Linked DNA regions of Mus musculus: regions 2 and 3 are each linked to region 1. The links are chromatin contacts, called in public Hi-C and targeted proximity ligation maps. All regions are on one chromosome and are shown on one strand. The core of a region is the stretch at or near the end of the contact, and the rest is flanking DNA. Distances in the headings are between cores, read along the strand shown.

Evidence for each region. A called contact is a pair of places that touch in the nucleus more often than the background predicts.
Region 2: a Hi-C map of embryonic fibroblasts shows a contact between it and region 1, with 2.9 times the contacts expected there. A contact is called at or near these places in 1 of 39 promoter capture datasets (hematopoietic stem and progenitor cells), 2 of 484 Hi-C or Micro-C datasets (embryonic fibroblasts and pre-B cells), 3 of 130 datasets of targeted methods (effector CD8 T cells, embryonic stem cells and memory CD8 T cells) and 2 of 9 other capture datasets (adipose tissue and liver).
Region 3: a targeted proximity ligation map of a colorectal cancer cell line shows a contact between it and region 1, with 9 times the contacts expected there. A contact is called at or near these places in 5 of 39 promoter capture datasets (the C10 cell line, the HPC-7 cell line, cranial neural crest and 2 more), 13 of 484 Hi-C or Micro-C datasets (3T3-L1-derived adipocytes, bone marrow-derived macrophages, cerebral cortex and 7 more), 16 of 130 datasets of targeted methods (CD8 T cells, DN3 thymocytes, the NIH/3T3 cell line and 11 more) and 3 of 9 other capture datasets (adipose tissue, liver and pancreatic islet).

Annotation. Positions count from the first base shown.
Region 1 is chr15:67,094,872-67,099,906 of GRCm38.p6, reverse strand. No RefSeq gene overlaps it. Among named protein-coding and RNA genes, the nearest start is that of Gm31342, 58 kb to the right of the region's middle.
Region 2 is chr15:66,873,862-66,878,896 of GRCm38.p6, reverse strand. Gm46514 (a long non-coding RNA gene) reads left to right here. Exons shown (of 3, transcript XR_001781648.2): 3 at 420-3,502. Among named protein-coding and RNA genes, the nearest start is that of Gm46514, 15 kb to the left of the region's middle.
Region 3 is chr15:66,929,449-66,934,483 of GRCm38.p6, reverse strand. Ndrg1 (N-myc downstream regulated gene 1) reads left to right here. Exons shown (of 16, transcript NM_008681.2): 15 at 569-620; 16 at 3,376-5,035. The coding sequence ends at 3,617. Among named protein-coding and RNA genes, the nearest start is that of Ndrg1, 38 kb to the left of the region's middle.

The DNA.
Region 1 (5,035 bases), core at 1,302-3,801:
AACAAAAGATCTTGGTTTCTTCTTTGAGCTCTCAAGTCAGGGTTCCATGAATACTATTGAAATGGAAAGTTCCATGGGCTAAGGGCTTCTCAGCCTTAAGCTCCTAGGTGCAGCCTCCTCTCGTGGCCTCCTTGGCTGCCTCTGGACTCTGAGACACACTCTTCCTCCATACTTTCCAGCATTTGGACTAGCTTTGTGAAAGCATTGCCCCAAGCAAGAAGCTCAAGTTGACTGGGTCTACTCATGGATGAAGAGTTTCTTCCCTGCAGGAGGAGCTCTGGTTGGAACAAGGGTACCCATGGGTCCTTGGAATCGGTGATCAAAGCCTGCATCCTCTATAGATGGACCTCTATAGAGTAAAAGGGATGCCACAGTTTGTGCCACGAGAAAATGCAGGCTTAGTATATTCTTCATCTAACAGAAGACTATCAAGGGCAATGGGTACTGCAAATGGCTGTGGGCAAGAATAGGACTCTGCCAGGAGAAGGTTGGAAGCCATGGTAACAGATAACCAGACAGCAGTAACGCTCATAAAAAAAAAAGTATTGCTTTTGGCCTCATATGTATTAATTTGATGAGGCATAGCATCTTGAGGAAAAGAAGCAGACTCAGGCAGACATGTAGTGCGTCAGAGGGTAGAGCTAGCAAACACATCAAAAGTGAGGTCTCGGTCACTGTGTCCTGAACACTGATCATGACATTTGGTACCTGGGGGATGAGAACTCTAGGTGGTGTTCCTAGCACAAGAATTCTAGACATGAGCCCTACACAGTGGTTTGAGCCAGGAAAGCAAAACCAGCCCATGGCTGCCCAGTTTCTTCTGACCCCGTCCTTGGCTTAACGGTGCTAGCTGGAGTGTTCATGGGTGGTGGCCACCAGAGGGTGCAACAGAGCCATCTTAGTCAAGATCTCATGTCTGTTTAGCTGAAAAGCAGAAGCTTTTGAAAAGGCACACACCTGTGAACAAAGTCAGACCTTTAGAGGACTTTGCTATAGACACGAGCAAGCCCAACACCTTTCCAATAAGATCGCTGTCTCTGTCACTCACCTGAGTAAACCAGTCAAGAAAACAGGCCCAAAAGGGGACAGCCAAAGTCCCCAGCCAGTGTGGACAGGATAATAAATGTTCTCTTCCCACGGTTCACATGAAACCCAGGTCCACTGGAAACCTAGGACCTGAAACTTGTTCTTGGTTATCTATTATTTCTGAACTGTATGCCTATGAGAGAGCTTGATCTGAATCATGGTTTATTAATCTGTAAGAGGGTATTAAATGACATGGTAGACATGAAAAATTGTGCCAGCCATTTTCTGAGATTTTCTATGTGTCTAACATGTATTATGTTCCTCCTGAAATTCTCCCAAGAGACTGAGGTGGCAGTGGTATCTGCACCATACCTATGACTATAATGCTATATGCCTGTGGTCACCCTGTTCATAACTCCTCAGCCAAGAACAAAGACCAGAGCTGATTGTATATCTGTCAGGCCAGAGTAGGCTAATGCTGCAAAAACAAATAAGCTTCAAGTCCCACTAATGGAGAACAAGGCTAGTTTCTTTTAGGAGCAGTTTCAGGGATTTTGTGCTTTCCTTCATGTAGTGACCCAGCCAGTCATGAAAGACATTATTACCAACTTCACCTCCTTCAGCACATAGCCTTCAAGGTCACTGTACAGGAAACTGGTAATGCCTCATAAGCTCTCAAATGTCTCCAGTTAGATCTGATACCCACCACTTCCATATAGGTCCATTGACCAGCAGGAGTTTCATTGCCCAAACAACATCATAATGGGAAAATGAATGGTGGGATAAAAGTTCCAGAATCCTCGAGGGCAACCGGCCACCTCTGCCAAAATCTCTCCTTGATGTCAGAGATCCTGTCCTAGACTTAGAGCCAATTCGTGACAGCTCACCAGGTCTGCTCTGGTCAACCCTGGTTGATCAGAAGGCTTAAAAGATGCAAGCAGTAGGACGGGCTATAGAGAGGCAACCCAGGGGACAGGATGCCCAGCATCAGAGAATAGAGAATGAGGCTGCTCACCCCAGTTGCAGTTGTGTGCAAGCAAAGGCAGAGAGGGCTTGGTGGAGATGCTTGAACATCAGGGAGAATACAATGGAAAGATTGCAGATTGGCCAGAAATCCAAGCTATGCTCATTCCCAGGGACTTCAGGGTGGGTGCTTCTGTGTGCTGACTTTAGTTCCTAAAGTACACACTGGAAGGCTTGAGTACGATGTTTGTATCTCAAGGTTCCATCCAACCATGCCATTCCACTCTCAGAGGTCCTAGAAAGGCAGAGACACTGAACGTGGTTTTTCTTCTGAATGCCCAGCATCTAGCAAAGTACCAGGTACCTGGTTGGCAGGTGTATCAGAATCATGTTGGTTGCCAATAATACTAGATAGGATGGATGTTAACCTGTACTTAGAGCATAAACATTCCAGCCAGGCCTCTGGGTTCCCCTCACCTGCTTCTCACATGCCTCAGGACAGGCAGCCTCACTGACATACACATTTTACACAAATCTAGCATTCCAAGAGATGAGTCGTACTGCCCAGAGCCACACAGCTCAGCTCAGCAGCAGCGGACCTCAATGGGAACCAGGCACTCAGACTCTGAGCCTACGCTGTCTGCCCCTCTCCTGCCACGGTACCCTGGAATAGCTAAATGGTGTACACACCATCAAGATATCTGAAACTGTGTCGGCCACCTCAACACCAAACTCCCAGAGAGAAACTGGGCGGAGTGTGGTGTGAGATCGTGCAAACGGTGAGAACTGCTCTGCCCTCAAGGCCAGGGAAACTGATCTCTAAGTCTTGTTCCACACAGAGTTACCCTGGAGAGGAGCCCCTGGGCTGGTGCATCATCAGAGCACCAGGCAGGCAGGGAAGGCTGGGGCTTCCAAAGAGGTTCATTTTGCAGAAACATACCGAGTTAGGGATGCGGAGATGACTGTGTAGTCCACAGGCCAGATGCACCAAGCTGGATGCTGGGCACACCACCAGACTTCACCAGATGGTAGAGCCTTCCCAGCTGAAGGGCCCGAAGCCCTCTTGTACTTCCCATGGCTTGCCTCTGTCCTTGTTTACATCCTTCTTGAACACCTTGCAGGTCCCTCATCTCCCAACACCACATTCCTGTACCTAGACTGACCAAGGCTCCTCCTTCCTCCCACTTCCCACAAACTAGCAACACTGCTCTTGACCTTTGGAGACAAACTCTCCTCACTTAGGGCTCCATATGCTTCCACCTTCTAAGATGTGTTCTAGCATGTTTATTCTCTTCAACTCCACAGATCCTAACCACACACCTCCTTCCTTCACTGTCCCTGTTTGTCTGATTCTCCATTACAGAACAGGTGTGCCCAGAGCTCAAAGTAGAGACCTGAGAAGTCTCACTATGTCACCTCCTCCCTTTGCCTATCCAACGTCAGTCCGGCCCTTCTGCCACTAAAAGAGACATGGTTCATAACCATACTTTCCATGCCCCTATTCCCTCTGCGTGTGTTCAGGATATTTCTATCTTCCAGTCATATAAAAGCCAACCCATCATCAATCGCTTTCTCTGCTACCTGTCTTGGCACTCACCCATCTGCATGCTGTATATACAGACAGTTGGTCTAAAACACAAGCCAGTATACATCAGTCATTTGCAGCCGCATCTATCCTACATAGCATCTTCTCACTGACCAGGTCTCAGCTCACAGGCTTTTGTACACATGGGATCCAGGATGTCTCTACTTTCTTTCGTAGTTCTTGGCCAAACATTTATATGCAGAAGGCAGAAGTACTACAGGGATGGGCTTCTTCACACCCCATGCACATTTAAGATCTGGTTCCTATCATGTCCTCTAACACCCAGTGAAGAACATCAAAAACAACCTCAGATTCTTTGATATTCCTCCTCTGAAGTTTCCCCTCACTGTTAACAAAAATGACAGGAATCATTGTACTACTTAAATTAGCTCACCAAACTGTGGAAGTTTCAAATTCCTGGTTCCATAACCAGGGTTAGGGTTAGGGTTAGGGTTAGGATATTCTGCACCCCCCAGAGAACTGCCCCAATTTGTATCAAGTAGAGCAGAGAAGAGCCCTCCCCACTCAGACCTGCCTCATACATAGGCTTCTGAGCTAGGGGAAGTGAGAGCCCTATATTTTGGGGCAGTCTTTTACATAGCAGTGTACCAAAAGAGATGGCAAAGTTTAAAGTTAAAGGTGAGAAAAGGACCCTCCTCCCACCATGAATCGTAGCAGGGTACACAGGAAATGGAGCTCTGTCTCCACTCTTGTCAGTGCATCACGGTGACCATTCTAACCCCATGCATAAACCTTCCCTGTGTTTCACAACAAGCCAAGAAAAAGCCACAGCAAGTGCACTGCTGTGGGTAAGAATGTAAATCAGTAGAGTTACTGTGAAAAACAATGTGCGGTCTTCAAAACAACTAAAAATAGAACTTCCGTGTGATCCAGTGTTTCCTATTCTGAGTATATCGCAAGGAAAAAAAAAATCATGTCAGAATCCCTGCGCCTTGTGTTCACCTCAACACTGTTCAGTCAAGAGATGGAATAAACATTGGTGACCCTATCCACATATGAGTGGGTGAGGAAGCAAGAACACAGTCCACAGGAGTTCTGTCAACCTCCAAAAGAATGTAGGAAATCCTGTCCGCTTGGCATGATGAACCTGAAGGACGCTGTATTCAATGAAATGAGTCAGGAGGGCAGATCATGCATGATCTCACTTAGGCATGGAATCTGAAGAAGTCAAAACAGAAGCAGAGGGCACAACGAGGGTTATTAGAGGTTGAAGAAGCACTGGGCAGATGCTAGTCAAAAGACAAAGTTGTTTTTGAACAGGAGTCGTAAGTCCAAGAGACCTGGTTTGTCACGTATTATAACCACCATGTAATGTATCCTCAGACATTGCCTTAAGTGAGGAATGAAGCCAGGTCAGGTCAGGGAGGAGTGTCCAGGTACATAGAAAAGCCACATGCAAAGTCTCCCTGCCACCGTTTCTGCCTCTTTAAAGGAAGAATA
Region 2 (5,035 bases), core at 1,622-4,121, 220 kb after region 1:
GTAAGACCTCGTAGCCCTCTTGACCTCTCAAGATTTTTTTTTTTTCTTTTTTGGATACCATCTTTATTCTCTGTTCATTCCCTACAGCTTCTCTGGACTGAAGTTCAGTAGCCAGGCACTACACACAGCTCATTAAAGAGTTTCAGATGCATCCTTGTAGAGCCTGGATTGCCCTCTCTGCTTGGCCCCTGCCGGGAGTGAAGGGGAGAGGGAAGAGAGACTCAGGAAGGCTGGGGCATAGGGAGCCGCTGCATCAAGGTGGGAAGAAGGATGCTCCTTGGGGTGAATCATTTTCCCTCTAGCCTTGGCCCAGAGCTTCAAAGCACAACTTTGAAGCTTCTCTTGCAAGTGTTCCAGGCTGCTGCTGTTTGTGTGGGAGAAGCCAGCACCATGTGTTTCTGGTTCTGTTTACTCCACAGAAGGGAACTGGGAAGCCATCGGCTCTGCACCATGCTGTGTGCTGGGTAAGACCCATTGCCTGTTGCTTGTGGATGTGGCACTTTGGTGACACCTGGAGTGCCTAGAAGGTGACCTATGGAGATCAGAGCAGCCAACAATTCCCTCTGTCCTCCCTAAAACGCCCCCCTTCTCAAATTCTCTCCAGCTGCCTGAGCAATGGCTCAAAATAAATCTTGAATGGTCTTTCTGAAAGCCCACAGGCACATGTCCTCTGTTGACCCCTCTGCTCTCATCCTCACTACACTCGGTGCTCCCCCCCACCATGGTCCTGTCTTCTTGTGGGGTAGCCATTTTCTTAACTTGAAACACTCCCTCCTACAGGAAGGAGCAGCAACTTATGCAATTGACTTAAAAAGCTCAGGAGACCCAGAAAGCCACAAGGCCCCTCCCCAGGGTTCTCTGAGCAAGGACAACTGCTGGGAGGGGAGTGTGTCAGTCCCCAGAGGCCACCTGCAAGCCATGCTGGGGGTTCCAGGAATGCAGCTTCCATGAGTCATCATCATCGAGTCATCGTCATCCATGCCGGGGTGGGCTTTTTGGTGATGCAGCTGTTTTTAAGTTCTGTAACTAACCACAATAAACTCACTGGTTTACCAGGCTAGACTTGGGGAAGAATTGCTTCTTTAGTCTTTTCATGGACATCCTGCCTCTCAGCCTGAAAATGCATCAGGAGTTTGTCTTCTATATTGGGTGCATCATGCACCCCCAAAACCTATGCCTGGGAGCATCTCAACTTGGAAATCTGGATTTTTAATTGATGTTATTACTTTAGGATTTTAAAAATTATCTTGGATTGAAGTTGGGCCCTAAATCCCACACTGCTCTCCTTAGAAGTTGGGACGAGGGCACAGAGTCACACAAAGAGGAAGTTCTGTGAAGATGGAGATACAAATGAAATGACACAGCTGTGAGCCCAGAGATGTCAAAGGTGACATCTACAGACGCCAGAGAAAGAAGCAGGCTTGTTCTCTCCCATCAGAGACTGCTAAGGAGCCAGCCCTGACAGCAAGAACTGACCAAGCAAGCCTGGCTACTGTCTGAAGACATGAAAACAGGCTGAGGTGCAGAGAGCCTGGGAGTGGTCAGACATTGCATCCCAAATGGAGAAAAGCATCTATTCCCAAAGACTAGTGCCCAGTTACAGATGTTGCCCTGACTAGTCTCCTTGACCTGTGACCTCTGCAGTTTTGTGCTGTGTTCTCCATGTTGTCTAGATGTGGACTCCAAAAATTACCTATCTCTCTATGTCTTTGATTCTGTCTCCTTCTATGTACACACACACACACACACACACACACACACGCATGCACACACGAGAGAGAGCGAGCTTGATGCCACTAGAGCCATCACTCTCCTCTCTAGTCTCTTAGCCCATGTATCATCTTTGGAGCCTCTCTCTTACAGTTTCTCTACACATCCACCATGAGTCCATCTTTGTTTCTCATTGTTGCACAAGATTATAATATCACCCTCAAATGAGAAGCAAAGCCACTTCCTATACAGCTTTGTTAAGATGGTATCCATGCAGATGGACTTAGTCTGTGTGGCACCAGGAACAGCGGCCTCTCTCTCTACCTTTTTATTCAAATCCATAAGCCTTACCTACAATTGTACACACTTTATGTAATTACAATTCTTGTTCTCCCTATCTGAGTATGCACTTCAATAGGGAGGGGCTTCTCTGTTTCCAGTGTTAAGACTGTGCTGTCTCAGGGCAAAGCACATTACAAGAACTCAGTGGAGATCAGATGCTAGAATGAGTGAGTGAATGAATGAATGAATGAATGGGTTGATGGATGTATGTGTGGGTTGATGGATGGATGGGTGGGTGAATGAATGGATGAATGAATTCTGGTGCCAACTAGATCTTTAACAATTTCATTGTACTACCCAGTAGATGATCAGGACCCCAACTAATTATAGATTCAGTGCTTATATCTGGGTGAAAGACATGTCAGATTAGCAAGATGGGTCCTGACTGAGGAACTTTGGTGTCTATACACGGCCTTATTCCTATCTGGCATCACTACACTAGCCTGCCCACTCTGCCTTTAACACTGGTGAAGGCCATTACCCTCCTGTCCTGTTGATGCCTTCTCCAGCCCACCCAGGGCCGTGGTTGAGCTCTGCCTAACCCTTCAGACCCCCTCTACCCAGGCCTTTCATTCTCCTATCAAGCCTGAGGCAGCCCTTGCCCATGGCTCACAACGTGCAGATCTTGTGTCCCTCCCATGCCTTACCACTGTGAGTTCACTCACAAGTCATGTGTAATTTCAGAGATAATGGAAGATTTATTCCTGCCTGTGAGGAGAAACTCGTGGCTAGTTGGAGACTCCCTAAACCCACAGAGGGCCTCAGGCTTCCATCCCTCTAGCCCTGTGTTTCTGGGATCCCGGTGGTTTTACTTGCCTGCTGCAAGTGATGAACAGACATCTCAGGAATGTGGTACAAACCAGTGTCAGCCTTGTTCATACACATGGCCCAGAGGTGGAACTCAGGCTCAGATGCACTGCTTAGCACACTCATTCATCTCACAGATACAAGCCTGAGCTCAAGGAAAGCTTGGGCCAAATTAATAAGGAGGTTATACTCCAAGTTTACTTTCATAGTCAATTGGGAACTGAAGGCAAGAGGATAAAGGAGGCCTGAGTGGCATTATTAATGAGTATCAGACAGACGTGGGATCCTGTCCTACTCTGAACCATCAGTTGTTTGTGACTTCCTGGGTGTTAGTCAACTGTTCTGAGATGCAATATTCTTATCTGCAGAGAGCACTCACATCACAGAAGCTGCTGGAAAGCTTACATGAGAAGATCAACAGCGTTCAACACAGTTGGCCTTTCAAATCCAATGATCTTTGATACCCAAAGGGAAGGCTGTTGTTCTCATTTTACTGAGAAAGGTTAAGTAGGCTGATCAGATCACATAGCAAATGTATGGTAGAACTAGAATCTGAAGTTCCAATCTTATTAACTTATCAGCATCACTGTAACTGTGAATATCCATTCAATAGAGATTGGTTCCTTGAATGCACCAAATTCCTACAAGGTACCAGGCACTTCTCTTCTCATTAAGGACACAGCAGAGCCCAGCACAAACTGGATCTGCTCTCAGAGAGGAAAATCACATAATAAATAAATAAGCCCATCTTACCAAGCAAGATGATGATGGGTCCTGTTAATGATGCTACAGGGAAAGTCAAGGTAACATAGCTCCAAGGCAGCAAGTTCAAGTTAAAGGAAGGTGGTCCAGAACTGCTGACATTTGTGTTGTTCCTGAGTCCTGAGATGGAAGAGAGACATCATAAGACAAGAAGTTTGGTCAGAGCAGAAATAGGCACAGGTTTGAGAAATGTTAAGTCTATTGTTGAAGTACAAACAGGAAGGCAGTAGAGTCCTGAGTAGTGAGAGTGTGTAGCAAGGAGACAGAGAAATTGACAGCAGCCAGGTCCCAAAGCAACAGGTTGGCTGTGCAGGTAAGTTAGGTGCAGAGAGAATCCAGCATATGTGTTAGTCAGGGTTCTCTAGAGGAAACCAATAGCAAGAATGAATATACACCACACAGGGGATTTATTAGCCTGGTTTACATGGTAAGGACTGGGCCTTCCAGTAGCTGCCTATGTGTTAGAACCAGTAGCTGCTCCGTCTATGAGGATGGATGCCTCATCGATCTCCATCTGATGCTGATGGCTGGAGAATCCTTGAGGGTTAAAGAGGCTGAGCGATGGCAGCCAAGGATGGCAGCTGCAGCAACAGCAGCATAGCACAGATGCTATGGTGGATTGAATGAGAATGGCCCCCGCACATGTTTTAACACTTGGTCCCCTGTTGGTAGAAATGTTTGGGAAATGCTAGGAGCTATGGCTTTGTCAGAGGAGGTATATCACAGGGACAGCTTTGAGGCCACAGTCAGCTCCTGTCAGTCTCACCAGGCTCTTTTTGACTCCTGTCTGTGAGAAGTGAGCTCTCAATGGTTTCTTTAGCTACCTGACATCATACCTTGGCTCCTGCATCACGGACTGTAACCCTCTGAAACTGTAAGGACAATTAAAAGCTTTCTCTTATAAGTTGCCTTGATCATGGTGTCCTATGAAAATAGAAAAGTAACTAAGCAATAGAAAAGTAACTAAGGCTGAACTTGGTACCAGGACTGAGCTATTCATGGAAAAAATCTGGCCATGTGGTCCTTTGGAGGAATATGAACGAATCTGGGACTCTGGAAACTGGTTGGGTGCTGCAAGCTGGGCTTATTGGTTTGTCTTAGGTTAGCTTGGGAGATAGACTTGAGAGCTCTGTGAACTGTGGAGGCCCAGCTCAAGAGACTTCAGGGGGAAGTAAGGACCTTAACAACATCTGGGCCAGAGACTGTTCTTACGATGGTTTGACAAAATAAAACTGTGGCTTCCTTCTGTCTACTTCCTAAGAATTTTCTCGAGCCTAAATTGGGAAAGTAATGGACTAATTTTTTTTTTTTTGGAGGAACTTTCAAGACAGCCTAATATTGATTCTGCCATTTTGTTGTCAGTAATCCCTCTTATTCAGGGCTACAATAAAAACAAAGCCATAGGGGGAAATGA
Region 3 (5,035 bases), core at 659-3,158, 160 kb after region 1:
CCACCTCGGGCACAAAGGTTCCTGGCACAGAGGCCTCCGGTTCATCCATACAACTTGCACTTATTAGTTCCGGTCCTTGGGTCCAGGCAGCTGCCACCCATTTTATTCATCTATGCCACCCACATGCACTTGGGAGTACTGGTCCTGGAAGGCTGGTGTCAGGTTTCCTGGAGCTGGTTGTGCAGAGTCCCTAGCAGGCCATGTGGCTCATGGCCTTGGGCTGTGAGCACAGAGTGTGTCTTCACCCTATATGCAGTTGAGGACACTGTCTGGGGGACTTTTGGGATAGCATTTGAAATGTAAATGAAGAAAATACCTAATTTTTTAAAAAAAAAGAAAGAAAGAAATCTTGGAAGTTATCCATGCCCTTTCAACAATGAGGCAGGTTTAAGCTGGTCAAAACTGATTCTGGTCCCCACGAGCATCCTGGGTTTTTCTTCCACTTCTATGCTTTTCCTGTTTACATGTTGTGGCTCCATCTTGGGCCAGAGCTCTAGCTTACAGGTACAGGTGACCCAGGATGATCTATATCTCCAGCCATTGACTTCACTCTCTCTCTCTCCTACAGCCCGCCAAGCTTGCTGAGGCCTTCAAGTACTTTGTGCAGGGCATGGGATACAGTGAGTATAACATCTTGGGCACAGAAAGGTGTTGGGGTGGTAATGTCATAGTCAGTGGGGGCTGGAGAGGGCTCTGTCATCTTGGCTGGCTTCAGCTCTTAAGCACTAGGCAAGTCTAAGAAGGAGTAGTAACAATCACACATGGCTGAATGAGGAATGGATCAGCACCCAGTTTGGTTTTTGTGCTGCATATGTCACACAGCAAACTAAGATGGTGCTAGCCTATCTGTGCAGCGTGTTCTCAGAGGACCTCATCGTGTGTTCAGTCTGATTTTATATCTATATAGATATAAATATACACATATCTATATCTATATAGATATAGATAGAAGAAGTTGCTTCACATCTGACATTTATTTAGCTTTACATGAGAACATTTAAAAACCATTTGATGCAAGAATGAGACAATATTGTTGTTGGCAAGGCTGGTCTTTGAACTCCTAATAGTCCTCTTGCCTCAGTCGCCCAAGTGCTAGGATTACAGACAAGAAGCACTATTCTAGGCTAGGACTATCTCTTTAAACACCACCATTGCCAACAATAACAACAAAAAACCACAAACCCAACAACAACCAAAACAATGACCAGCAGCTGAATAAGGAATGCCCCTAATTTTGATCACATGCTCACTCAGGAGACCAGCAGTTGTAGCAACGATAGAGATGATAACGGTGATGAAGGATTAATAAGGATTTTTGTCTCCTTTAACCATACCATCATAATAATCCTAGAAGGGAGAGGCTAAGCAGGCCGCAAAGAGGTTTGAAGCTGATTGAGCCAGAGCTCTATGTAAGAGGGAGCCCAGAGTGCCTGAGATCGAAGGTAGGGTGCTTCCTTGATAGATCACTTTTTAAAAAAGATCTATTTATTTATTATATGTAAGTACACTGTAGCTGTCTCCAGACACTCCAGAAGAAGGAGTCAGATCTCACTACGGATGGTTGTGAGCCACCACGTGGTTGCTGGAATTTGAACTCAGGTGCTTCAAGAAGAGCAGTCAGTGCTCTTTACCACTGAACCATCTCCCCAGCCATCTTTGCTAGATCATTATATCAAGGAACTGAAGGACTGAGCACCCCGCTGTATCCTGCTTTAAGCTTAGAGTGAGCTTGTCATTCAGGCAGTCCCATAGATCTAGGAGAAAAATAAAAGGGAGAGACACAGACCCAAAGGGTGGGTTGCTGAAACAGAAGGTTCCAGCTCACAGGCTGCCTGCCTGTGATCCTGGGCTCCTAAGACTCGTCCATTGTGTGTCTGGTGTCATGGGAAGCTGTCATTTCCTGGTGAGGTCATCAGGACTCAGAGATTTGGGTGGAGAAATCGAGACGCAGGAACAAACATAGGGGTCACAGATGTGCCCTGACCCTACCTCTTTCTGAATTAAAAACAGGCTGTTCTGAGATGGTATACTTCTGTTGTCTCAGCATTTGGAATGAAGAAGTGGAAGGATAGTGAATTCAAGGTCTTCCCAGCTACACAGAGAGTTTAAGGCCAGCCTGGGATAAATGGAGCTTTGCTCAAAACCAAAAACTAATGGATAAAAACAACAACCAGGAAGAAAAGGAAAGAAAGGAAAAGGAAGGAAAGGAAAGGAAAGGAAAGGAAAGGAAAGAAAGAGGGAAAGAAAGAAAGAGAAGGGGAGAGAGAAAAGAAGGAAGAAAGGAAGAAAGGGAAAGTCAGACAGACAGACAAACCAGGAACAACACTAATTCTTTAAGGAGTGAATTCCACTGAGCAAGGACTAATCCAATTTTGGGTGTCTGATCTAGGGCTGTGCTTCATTGGGGTGTGGCATTAGTCACCCCAATGAGTAACCTAAGAGATCCCCACAAATAAAGCTCTTAAGCGTCAAGAATGCATTTTTCCTACAACTTCAGAGGCTGCAAATCTGAGGTCAAGGTTTGGACAGGGCTGGGCTCACTTTTCAAGGCCCTTTCTTGCCTTCTGGATTCTGCTGACTACATCATAGGCCTTCTGTGGCTTCTGGCTGCATTACACCAATCTCTCCATCCATATGGGGTGGCTCTCTCTTGTTTTCTTTTTAATGATATTGGGCTTTAGATTAGGGATCATTCTAATCCAGAAGGACCTTGTCTTAACTAAATATCTCTAAGTATTCCAAACAAGGTCATATTCTGAAGTTTCAGGTGAGCATGAATTTGGGGGGAGCACTGCCACCCTAGATAGGAGGAGGATTGTCTTGTATCCCATTCTGTCAGTCATCTGCTGTGGTATGCGCAGTTTTGGTCATGCTAAGGTTTGAGAGCTAGCAGGCTTTTGGAAGGCAGACAGATGGCTAACATTTCCTTAGGAACCATGTGGTGAGACCTTGGGGGTTATTCTTGGGATGTGCAGGAACTAACCTTGCTGGCTTCCACATTCTACTGCCTACTGACAGTACATTTAAGAGGAGGTTACACGAAGTCTTCATTTTGCAAATGAAAATGGGAAGGCTTCAAGTGTGATGATCTGGTGGTCACCTAGCTAATAAGCACATAACAAACTGGGGGTCAGACCCAGGTCATGGCTCAGGACTCTTGCCATGTAATTGTTATGTGCCTTTCCCACATATTGGACTTTACTGTCCTCTTTGTGAGTGACACAGAAGGTAGATGGCTCACAGGATGAAGACAATAGAGAAGTGGTGTTCAGCTGGGCTCTTACGATTAACTGTCATGGCTGGCAGCCAGGGGTAGAGTCCCACACCTGTAGAGGCTTCCTGTATCCTAACCATATTTGTCTTCTGTGTTCCCAGTGCCTTCTGCCAGCATGACTCGCCTGATGCGGTCCCGCACAGCCTCTGGCTCCAGTGTCACATCCCTGGAGGGCACCCGTAGCCGCTCCCATACCAGCGAGGGCCCCCGAAGCCGCTCGCACACCAGTGAGGGGTCCCGTAGCCGCTCCCATACCAGTGAGGATGCCCGTCTCAACATCACCCCCAACTCGGGTGCCACCGGAAACAATGCCGGGCCCAAGTCCATGGAGGTGTCCTGCTAAGCAATCTGTGCATCAGTCACCCTGGACTGGTGGCCTCTCCCTTAGCCCCCAACCCTTGCCTGCCACCCTACGCTAATGCGGTATTAATCTAAAGCTGCTTTTGTAAGAATGAACTCTGGCGGTGGCAGACCCAGGCTGTTCTGACTGCCTCCTGGGACCAGGGTGGGTGGTGGTGGACCAAAGGCAAGAAGCAGTTCAGCGTACTGTTCTGCTAACAAGTGGCCTGGTGGACCCTCTCTCTACCCTCAGACACCAAACTGCCAAAACTAAGAAATAGATAGCTGTAACACTGCCTGGCTCCAAGCCCAGGCTGATCCAGCATTCTGGTTCATAGGCGTTTTGCCAACCTGCCTACTTCCTGTTTCCTCCCCACTAAACTCATTCCTGGAAACAAACTTCTGTTTTGAAAGGAGAGAGAGAGGCAGGAAAGTTGGGCGCCTTATTTTAAGTAGAGAAACCAAGAAAGGAAGAGAAAAAAAGGCAGGGTCTAGGGCAGGTAGAGGAAAAACACAACAAGTCTACTAGGCTCACTTGAAGGAATTGATTTTAAAGTTCTGGACACTGAAACCCACAACCTGTTTTTCTGGCAACCTTTTAACGTGCAAGAAAAACTGGTAACAAACCCCAGGCTTTATAGAGAAAGTGATCCAGCAAATGTGGGGCATCAGTGATTTAAGACTCTTGCTATGCAGTCTACTGTACCCCGCTCCCATTCCACAGTGAATGAGTGGATGACACCTCTGTCCCTCGGGAAGATGGTTTTGATTTGTTGTTGCATTCTTTGAGGCAGAGGGAGAACCCAGCAGGTGACAGGGGTCCTTGTCTGGGATGAGTCTTTAGGATGGGAAGGGTGGGGATAGAATGGCCCTGGGATTTTGAGGACTCATGGTAGGGCCAAGTGCTAGAACCTGGTGGGTGTGATTTCATTGATCTGGAATCTTGTGTGACTGAGTCACACCTTGTCTCCCATAATTGATGTCTGGCATTGATTTGAAACTTGATAGCTGAATGTCTCTTAACTGGCCCATCGCTGGTTCTTCAGAGAGAACCGTATGTTCTAGTGGGGGAAGGACTGGTTTTGGGTTCTGTACATTCCACGGGAACTTGCTTCCCTCTCCTGCCCCTCCTGCTGACTGGGTTTGTAGCATTGGCCTCTTAAGCAATGCCAGCCTAATGCCCATGCTCCATACTACTGCCTTTTGATTCTTACTGTGGCTAACCTTGAACCTTTCCTATAGGAAATGTGATCAGATCAGAGACACTTGATCGTTGGGAGTCAGCCCTCAAGGCCTGGCGACTTCCAGGATCTTGGAGTTGCTAGAGGAAAAGTAGTTATGCCCTATAGGCGGCATGAGAGACAAGGGATCAGTTTACCTGCCAACTCCTACCGTGGAGGAGGAGTTCCACTGACCTTGTGT